Linked DNA regions of Canis lupus: region 1 is linked to region 2. The links are chromatin contacts, called in public Hi-C maps. All regions are on one chromosome and are shown on one strand. The core of a region is the stretch at or near the end of the contact, and the rest is flanking DNA. Distances in the headings are between cores, read along the strand shown.

What was found. A called contact is a pair of places that touch in the nucleus more often than the background predicts.
Region 1: a contact with region 2 is called in a Hi-C map of blood, with 7 times the contacts expected there. The contact joins the promoter of MRPS25 here to the promoter of CCDC174 in region 2. A contact is called at or near these places in 2 of 9 Hi-C or Micro-C datasets (both in blood).

The regions. Positions count from the first base shown.
Region 1 is chr20:5,224,200-5,228,083 of UU_Cfam_GSD_1.0, forward strand. MRPS25 (28S ribosomal protein S25, mitochondrial) reads right to left here and starts at 2,097. Exons shown (of 4, transcript XM_038565577.1): 1 at 1,871-2,097. The coding sequence starts at 2,004.
Region 2 is chr20:4,825,883-4,830,068 of UU_Cfam_GSD_1.0, forward strand. CCDC174 (coiled-coil domain-containing protein 174) reads left to right here and starts at 1,502. Exons shown (of 11, transcript XM_038565560.1): 1 at 1,502-1,653; 2 at 4,160-4,186. The coding sequence starts at 1,612.

The sequences.
Region 1 (3,884 bases), core at 847-3,346, 400 kb after region 2:
CTAGCAGCTATTACTTTTCTTATTGCACCTGAAGGGCAAGAATATCTGGCAGAGGTGAGCAGGGACTTGGCCCTCACACACCCAGCAGACACTCAAGAGTATGGCTGGCCTAGGGTTGTATACTGGCACTTGGAATGGAGGCAATCCAGGGAGGGACAGTTGAAATGCCAAGGGCACATGAACAAGCAAAGGCCTGTGGGGCTGGAAAGAGCAAGTCAGGTAGACTCCAACCCAAGGGCACGAAATCCCTAAGGGCAAGCCTTTACCATTCAGAACAATGAAGCTCAGAATGGCTGCATGGTTCCTATGTCCCTCCAGGGTATTAAAGTATGTGAACATCCAAGGATAAGGCCTGTAGGCCTATTTTGATAGACTGCTCATTTAAAAACCAGAGATCTATATAAAAATCTGAATTTCTGGCTTCTTGACAAGTCAGAAATTCTCCATGGAGCCCACATAACTAAGCTGTAGCCAAGCAGTGAATGGCCCCTCCTGATAGTGCCCGTTTTCCAACTGGAGCGGGCCCCACCCAGACTGCCTCCCGCCTTCCTGGTACTGCCTAGCCTCTGCGGACTCCCAGTGTGAATCAATGGGATGCAAAGTGGGTTAGGAAGGAGCATCTGGGTGCCCATTCACCCCAGGTCTTCCAGAAGCCCTCAGCCCAGCTGATCCTATTCAAGCAGGTACAAGGTCTTGGCTTCACCCGTGGACAAGTGGCTTGGAGGCAGCTCCCAGCTATCCTGAACAGCTGTACAGCAAAGGCACCCCACCATGGGGGGCCTTACCCTACTGGAAGCACTCCCCCCGCCCCACTTTGATCCACCCCATACACACAGTCCCAAAGCCTCTGAAGGATGAGGCACTGCAGAATTCCCAGCTCACAGCACGGGGCCAAGCGGTCACTAGGCACTCTGTACATTTACACTGGATACCTCCAAAACCCAAAGCCCCAAGCCCCGCTCCTGCCCAAGGTTCTATTCAAACGTTTCTAAGCTTCCATTGGAGGAGTTCCCGCTCCGCTCCAGGTAGAAAAACCACCTCACGGAGTTTAAGGTGGGGAAGGCGGGGCGGGGTAAGGAGCCCGGGGCTGCACAGCTGACGGACGTAATGGACTGTAAGGGGGATGCGCCCTGCCGTGGAGGAGCAGGCTCGCCGCTGCCACTCACCACCACTCACCAGCCGGCGTGGTACCTGGGCAAGCAAGTTACCTAACAGCTCTGGGTCTCTCCGTCCCTAGGACGGGGAAAACCATGCGGCTTCCGTGAACGTCACATGGGAGAATGCACGACCGACACTCACGCGCCACGAGGCGCACAGAAGGGCCCAGAAGGGCTAGCAGCCGTCACTTCCTTCAGTGCATCCCCGCAGCGGCTCTGGACGTAGGTACATCGCAGCGGGGGCCGATGACGAGGCGCAAGTGGCCCATCCAGGGCGGAACGTGCGCCGCAGCACCCCCCCCCCCACCACCACCACCACCGCTCGCCCGCCAGGCACAGGTAGCGGGGGGTCGAGGAGGCTCCGAGGCTCCGGCCTCCCGGGTCCGCCCGGTCGGCCGGGTCCCCCGCCGGGGGAGAGGAGGGGAGATGGGGGACGGGGACAGGCCCTTGCCCTCCGCTCCCCCACCTCAGTCGCGACTGCGGCTGGCACAGCGTGGCCCTGCGGTCCTCTTCCTGCTGCGGAACCTGGAGCAGGCTGCTTGCTCCTCAGTCTCCTCGTCTGTGAAGTGGGGCCAACGGCACCCACTCAGGAGGCCCGCGTCGGGCTCGGGTGGCACCCAGGGCCGCGCCGGGCTCAGCGTCACCCGCACGTCATTACAGCGCGCACGGCCGGTCCGCGCGGCCCGGGGCGGCCTCCGAGGGCTCCGACTGACCTGGCGCCCTCGCCCAGCTCCCCGTGCGTGTTGTAGTTCACCGTCATGACCTTCACGGAGTCCTTGAACACCACGTCCCCCTGGCCCAGGTACTGCAGGGTGCGGCGGATCGGGAAGCGGCCCTTCATGGGCATGGCGGCGGCGGCGGCGGCGGCGGGCCCAGCGGCTGAGAAGCCCAGCAGCAGCCAACGGCGCAGGCCCGGCGGCCCTCGCTCCGCTTCGCCTCCCGGCTGGTCTCCGCTTACCGCGCAGGCGCACGGGGCCGTCTCCCTCCGCTCCCGCCGCGGAGCAGCTTGGGAGTTGTAGTCCCGGCTTGCGTCGGCTTAGGGGCGGAGCGCGGATTTAGAACACCTTCCCAGATCGTTTGCTTTTCGCCCTCCGTAAATTCGCCTCTCCCCATCCCCCCGCACCGCCAGGGAAGATAGTTTTAACTAGGCTCAAGCTCAGACAACAGAATGACAGCTGGAAATAAGTCAGGAGAGCTGCGTTCAGATGCCAAGTGGCTACTAACTTGCGCTTCAGCGTCAAGTAAGCCCGTTTCTCTCGCTCAGCTTCTCCGGATTCAAAATGAAATGTTTGCAGGGGGGGGGGGGGGGGGAAGAAAAAAAAAATGTTTCCAGGGTGCAGTTTCTAACACTTATCACAATAAATAATTTGCAAAAGGGAGGGGGAAAGGCAAGTTTGGAAACGACCCCTTTCCTGGTTTACCCACCTAACAACCCTGGACTACAATTTGTTTCAGAAATAAAAGATAGAGGAGATGCATTTCCGAAGTATGCTTACAGATCTGGAAAAGTTTTCACTTCTCCTTCAGTTTTGGAGAATAGTTTTGCCAGATACAGAATTCTAGGTGGGTAGGGGTTTTCTTTCAACACTTGATTTTATCCTCTCTTCTTGCATGTTCCTGAGAAGTAGCCATAACTCTTAGTTTTCTCTGTAAAATAATTTCTTAATCTGGCTTCTTTCAAGGTTTTCTCTTTGTCTTTGGTTTATGCAGCTTGAATAAGATATATCTACATATGGATGGGGCTTCCGTCGCGGGGTAGGTTAAGGCTGACTCTTGGTTTCCCCTGAGGTCATGATCTCAGGGTCCTGAGATCCATCCCTAAATGGAGCTCTGTGCTCAGCAGGGACTCTGCTTGAGATTATCCCTCTTCCTTTGCCCCTCCTCTCACGCACACTTTCTCTCAAATAAATGATTTTTGTATAGATTTTATTTGTTTGTTTATTTATGAGAGCGAGAACGAGTTGGGGGGTGGGGAGTGGCAGAGGGAGAGGGAGAAGTAGACTTCCCGCTGAGCAGGGAGCCCCACACGGGGCTCTATCCCAGGACCATGAGATCATGACCTGAGCTGAAGGCAGATGCTTAACCACTGAGCCACCCAGGAGCTAAAAAATAAATGAATCTTAAAAAATTCCTATGTATAGATATTTTATATTTATCCTGTGTGATATTGGTCCTACTCTGAGCTTCCTGAATCTGTCATTAATTTTGGAAGGCTTTCGGCCATCGTTACCTCATATTTCTTCTCCATTTATTCTTTTTTTTTTTTTTTTTAATTCATGAGAGACACACAGACAAAGGCAGAGACACAGGCAGAGGGAGGAGCAGGCTCCATGCAAGGAGCCCGATGTGGGACTTGATCCCTAGTCTCCAGGATCACGCCCTGGGCTGAAGGCGGCGCTAAACCTCTGAGCCACCCGGGCTGCCCTATTCCTTTTTTTTTTTTTCCTGGTGTTCCAGTTATGTATATTACATCTTCTGAAATTGTCACATTGTTTTGGGATGTTTTGTCCTAGATTTGTTTTTCATTCTTTTTTCTCTTAGCATTTCAGTTAGGGAAGTTTCTAAAGACCTATCTTCAAGCTTATTGATTCTTTCACAGTTGTGTCCAGTATTCTGATGAGCCCATTAAAGGCATTCTTCATTTGTTAGTGTTTTTGATTTTTAACATTTCCTGTTGTCTATTTCTTAGTGTTTTCCTATCTCTACTTATATTACCCATACGTTCTT
Region 2 (4,186 bases), core at 252-2,751:
TTTTTTTTATTTTTATTTTATTTTATTTATTTATGATAGTCACAGAGAGAGAGAGAGAGGCAGAGACACAGGCAGAGGGAGAAGCAGGCTCCATGCACCGGGAGCCCGATGCGGGATTCGATCCCGGGTCTCCAGGATCGCGCCCCGGGCCAAAGGCAGGCACCAAACCGCTGCGCCACCCAGGGATCCCTCCATCCCCTTTCCTGCATACCTTGCCTTAATGCATGTCTTCCATCTGACTATTCTGGAGTTACATCCCTTTATAATATAAACTGGTAATCTAGTAAGTAGAATGTTTCTCTGGGTTCTGTGAGCTGCTCTAATAAATTAATCAAACCCAAGGAGGGGAGGGGCGCATTGGAACCTCTAATTTAGAAGCACAGGTGACGGCCTGGACTCCGAGTGGGGGCAGTCGTGTGGACCGAGCCCTTAACCTGTGGGATCTGAGGCTAGCTCCGATTAGATAATGTCAGATGGATTTGAATTGTAGGACACGGGTGCCACTGGAGAATTGCTTGGTGGTGTGGGAAAACCCACACACGTTGAACTGAGGTGCAGAACACTACAAGGCCGGAGTCCAGGTACGGTGGTGCTGCACCCCTTCCAGAGGTTCTAGAGCAGGGTTTGTCTTTTCCTTCCGGAGGCTGCGCGCGTCCCCTAGCACAAGGTCGTGGTCCTTCCGCCTCCCTTACCAGCACTCTTGAGGACATTGGGCCAGCCAGATAATCTCCCATCTGAAGATCTGTAATTTAATCATGTCTGCGAATTCCCCTTTGCCAGAGGAGGTAACATATTCAGAGGTTCTGGGGACTACTAAGGGTGGACATCTTTGGCGGGGAGGGTTATCAGTCTGTCTAACCCAGATCATTAACATTTTTATCAAGACGAGCTCGCTTGACTCATCTCACTCTCGTTAAATCTCACGAAGTAGATACCATTTTATTCCCCGTTGGAAAATGAGGCACAGAGAAGTGAAGTAACTTTCCCAAAGTCACGTAGCCAGAAAACTGGCCCCTGGAGCTCATGTTCTTATCAGCCGAACTCTGTAAGGTGGCACGTGGTAAGCACTATATTAATGTTACCTATTACTGTTATTTCTACCAAGATTAATATAAAAATCTTGATCACATAAGTTAACATGTGAGAAGCGCCACACAACGCCGGTCGTACTGCGGGTCTTCAAGTGTCATTTAGATCTTTCCAGTCCTACCAAGCCATCTTTCTCTTCATCACCAAGAGGGTTTGGGCTCATTACGCCCTCCCCAACATGGCGCCCTCCCCGCCCCCAATCCATACCACTCAAGATGGCGCCCGTTGCGCTGAAATCCACTTCCGCCCTTCTCAAGATGGCGCCAACACCAAGTCCTTGTTAACCTTCCTCTCTATTCAGATTCAGGACGGTCTTACCTTAACACTGGGCATTCTTTGACTCTCTCAAAATGGTGGCAGGCGCACGACGCACAACACCCGGACCTTTCCAAGATGGCGCCAGAGTCGTAAACTCTCGTCGCTGTTCTAACAGGCACTTCCGGTGGTGCCGATCGCGGGCGTTTGCGGCCCGCGGGAGGCCGTTCCGGGTCGCGCTTTGCGCTCGGACGCTCGGGCGCCACGATGGACCGGAGGAAAAAGCCCTTGGATGTTACGGCCTCCTCGGTGAGTGCGGGTACACTGATGCCACGGGGCTCCGAGTTCTCCTCCCCTCCACCACACAAGCATCTCGACCTTGTTTCTTCCGTGCGGAGACCCAACCCGGCCTTCCCTCAAACAGCTGGGACCCGGCTGTCCCGGCTGCGGCCCCGGGCCCACTTCCTGACCTGCAGGACCCTGTGTCTGGCCTCTCCCTCGGACGTGCCCTTGGACCACGAGGCCCTCTAGATCCAGCCCTGACGGGTGTTGCCCCCCTCAAGAATGTCGCTGCCTCGCTGTGCGACAGCCGTGCCCGGCGTCCGGGCCAGCCTGGTCTCCCCCGCTTGCTGCGCAGACCCGGCCCCGGTCCTCGCTTCCTTTCCGGGCTGGGGACCAGCAGGGTCCTCGCCGGGATCCGAGAGCGCCCGGCGTCCCGGCCAGGAGTTACCAGTTGGTCTCGCACCCGCGGGTCTAGCCGGATGTGAGCGGTTTCATGAAACCAGCTGCTCGTAGGAAGAAACCTGCCGAGTACGAGCCTGTGCACTACTCATTGATCGTCTCGGCTGCTTTAAAGAGCAGGTGCTATTAATATCCCTGGTCTGAGGTTCTTTTTTTTTTTTTTTTTTTTTAAGGTTTTATTAATTCATGAGACACACACACATGCAGAGGGAGACACGGGCTCCGTGCAGGGAGCCCGATGTGGGACTCGATCCTGGGATCACGACCTGAGCCCAAGGCCGACCCTCAACCACTGAGCCACCCAGGCGCCCCAGATCCCTGTTTTATAGCTGATAAATCCGAGGCCCAGTAAGGGAGCGTGGCTTTCCCCAGCTTGACATACAGAATTCTTAGTGTTAGAACTGTTGCACTCGAGGCTCTTTGTCTCCAAACCACTGCCTTTTCTGTTACATTGGAGCAAATTGCCTAATCTTATTTGATCTTCAATTTACTGTAAATTGAGGCAGGCGCTCAACTGCTGAGCCACCCAGGGATCCCAGTATCTTCATTTTAAAACTCAAAAATAGTCGTAGAAGGTATCCCTGGGTGGCGCAGCGGTTTGGCGCCTGCCTTTGGCCCAGGGCGCGATCCTGGAGACCCGGGATCGAATCCCACATCGGGCTACCAGTGCATGTAGCCTGCTTCTCCCTCTGCCTGTGTCTCTGCCTCTCTCTCTCTCTCTCTCTGTGACTATCATAAATAAATAAAAATTTAAAAAAAAAGTCGTAGAAGAGGAAAATGTGTGGCTAGAAAATCGTTGTGGTTAAGAAGGCTTAGAAGGGGGACTAAAGTTTTTGTGTTTAGAAATTTAAAATATTAAATATTAGGTCCTGGGATGAAACTGTCCTTATTAAATCCCTACAACAGCTGCTTTTAGATTGATGTCTTCCAAAATAGAAATCATTGAACTCAGTCATTTTGATTTCCCTTAAAACTCAGTCTGTGATGCTGTGCTTTGTAAGTATCTAATTTATAGGGAGTTGGATCTGGACTTTTCATTTTATCTTTCTTTGCAGAGTAGACAGTGCTGATTGGTACAAGTGAGAGGTAGTTCACCCCAACTTCCCTGTTCGCTTTGCCCTGGCCTTTGCTGTTCTTGAACTGTATGATTCAGCTAAACTTCCAATTTCTAGAACATGCATAAATTTGGAGTTCTTCTCATTCACTCAGACCATGTTATTTCTAGCTGTTGAAATCTTGTCTTTTTTTACTAAGTACTCTCTATACCCAACATGGGGTTCAAACTCGCGACCCTCAAATCATCAAGAGTCTTCTGAGCCACCCAGGAGCCTCTTTCGCACCTTTTAAGGCTCAGCTCAGAGTTGTCTCTGATCATTCTGGACAGAAGGAAATGCTCCTGTAGCTGAACTTTTATGCTGCTTTCTTCACCCTCACCCCTGTTTTAAAGGTTTTATTTTTAAGTAATTTCTACACACAATGTGGGGCTGGAACTCACAACCCCAAATCAAGTCTCATGCTGCACTGACTGAGCCAGTCAGGTGCCCCTGTTTTCTTCTGCTCTTAAAGTCTTTATTACATTTTACTGGTATTATAAGTTACCCTTTTTTTATTAGATTTTAACTGTTTGAGGCAAGAGTGTATCTATTTCATGTTTGTATCCTGTTCTTCAGCGCTCAGTTACTGGGCAAAGATATTTTTCTGCAGAAATAATAAATTTTGAAGATTAAGAGAGGTTACAGTATGAAAAAGCCAAGTACGGTGTCAGGCAGAGAGAAGGGGTTTGTTCAGTGTTGTAATTTCAATCTGAATCCAACAGATGCAGACTTCATTTACTTTGCCAATCACTTTCCCCTTAGTCCAGTGTTGAAGATTAGAAATACATTGCCAGCAGAGCTGGAATGCAATAGGACTTGGTTTTACTTTGTACTGGATTCTACATTCAGACATTTAATTTTCTACCTATTTTTGTCCATTAATGGGAACTTTAAATCTTGCTTTGAGAATTACAATAATTTGGAAATCTAGTCACTCGTTAGAATTAATTACATGTCTTTGCTTATTTGTTTTGTTCTAGTTGGTAGATCTTAAAGCCGAACTCTTC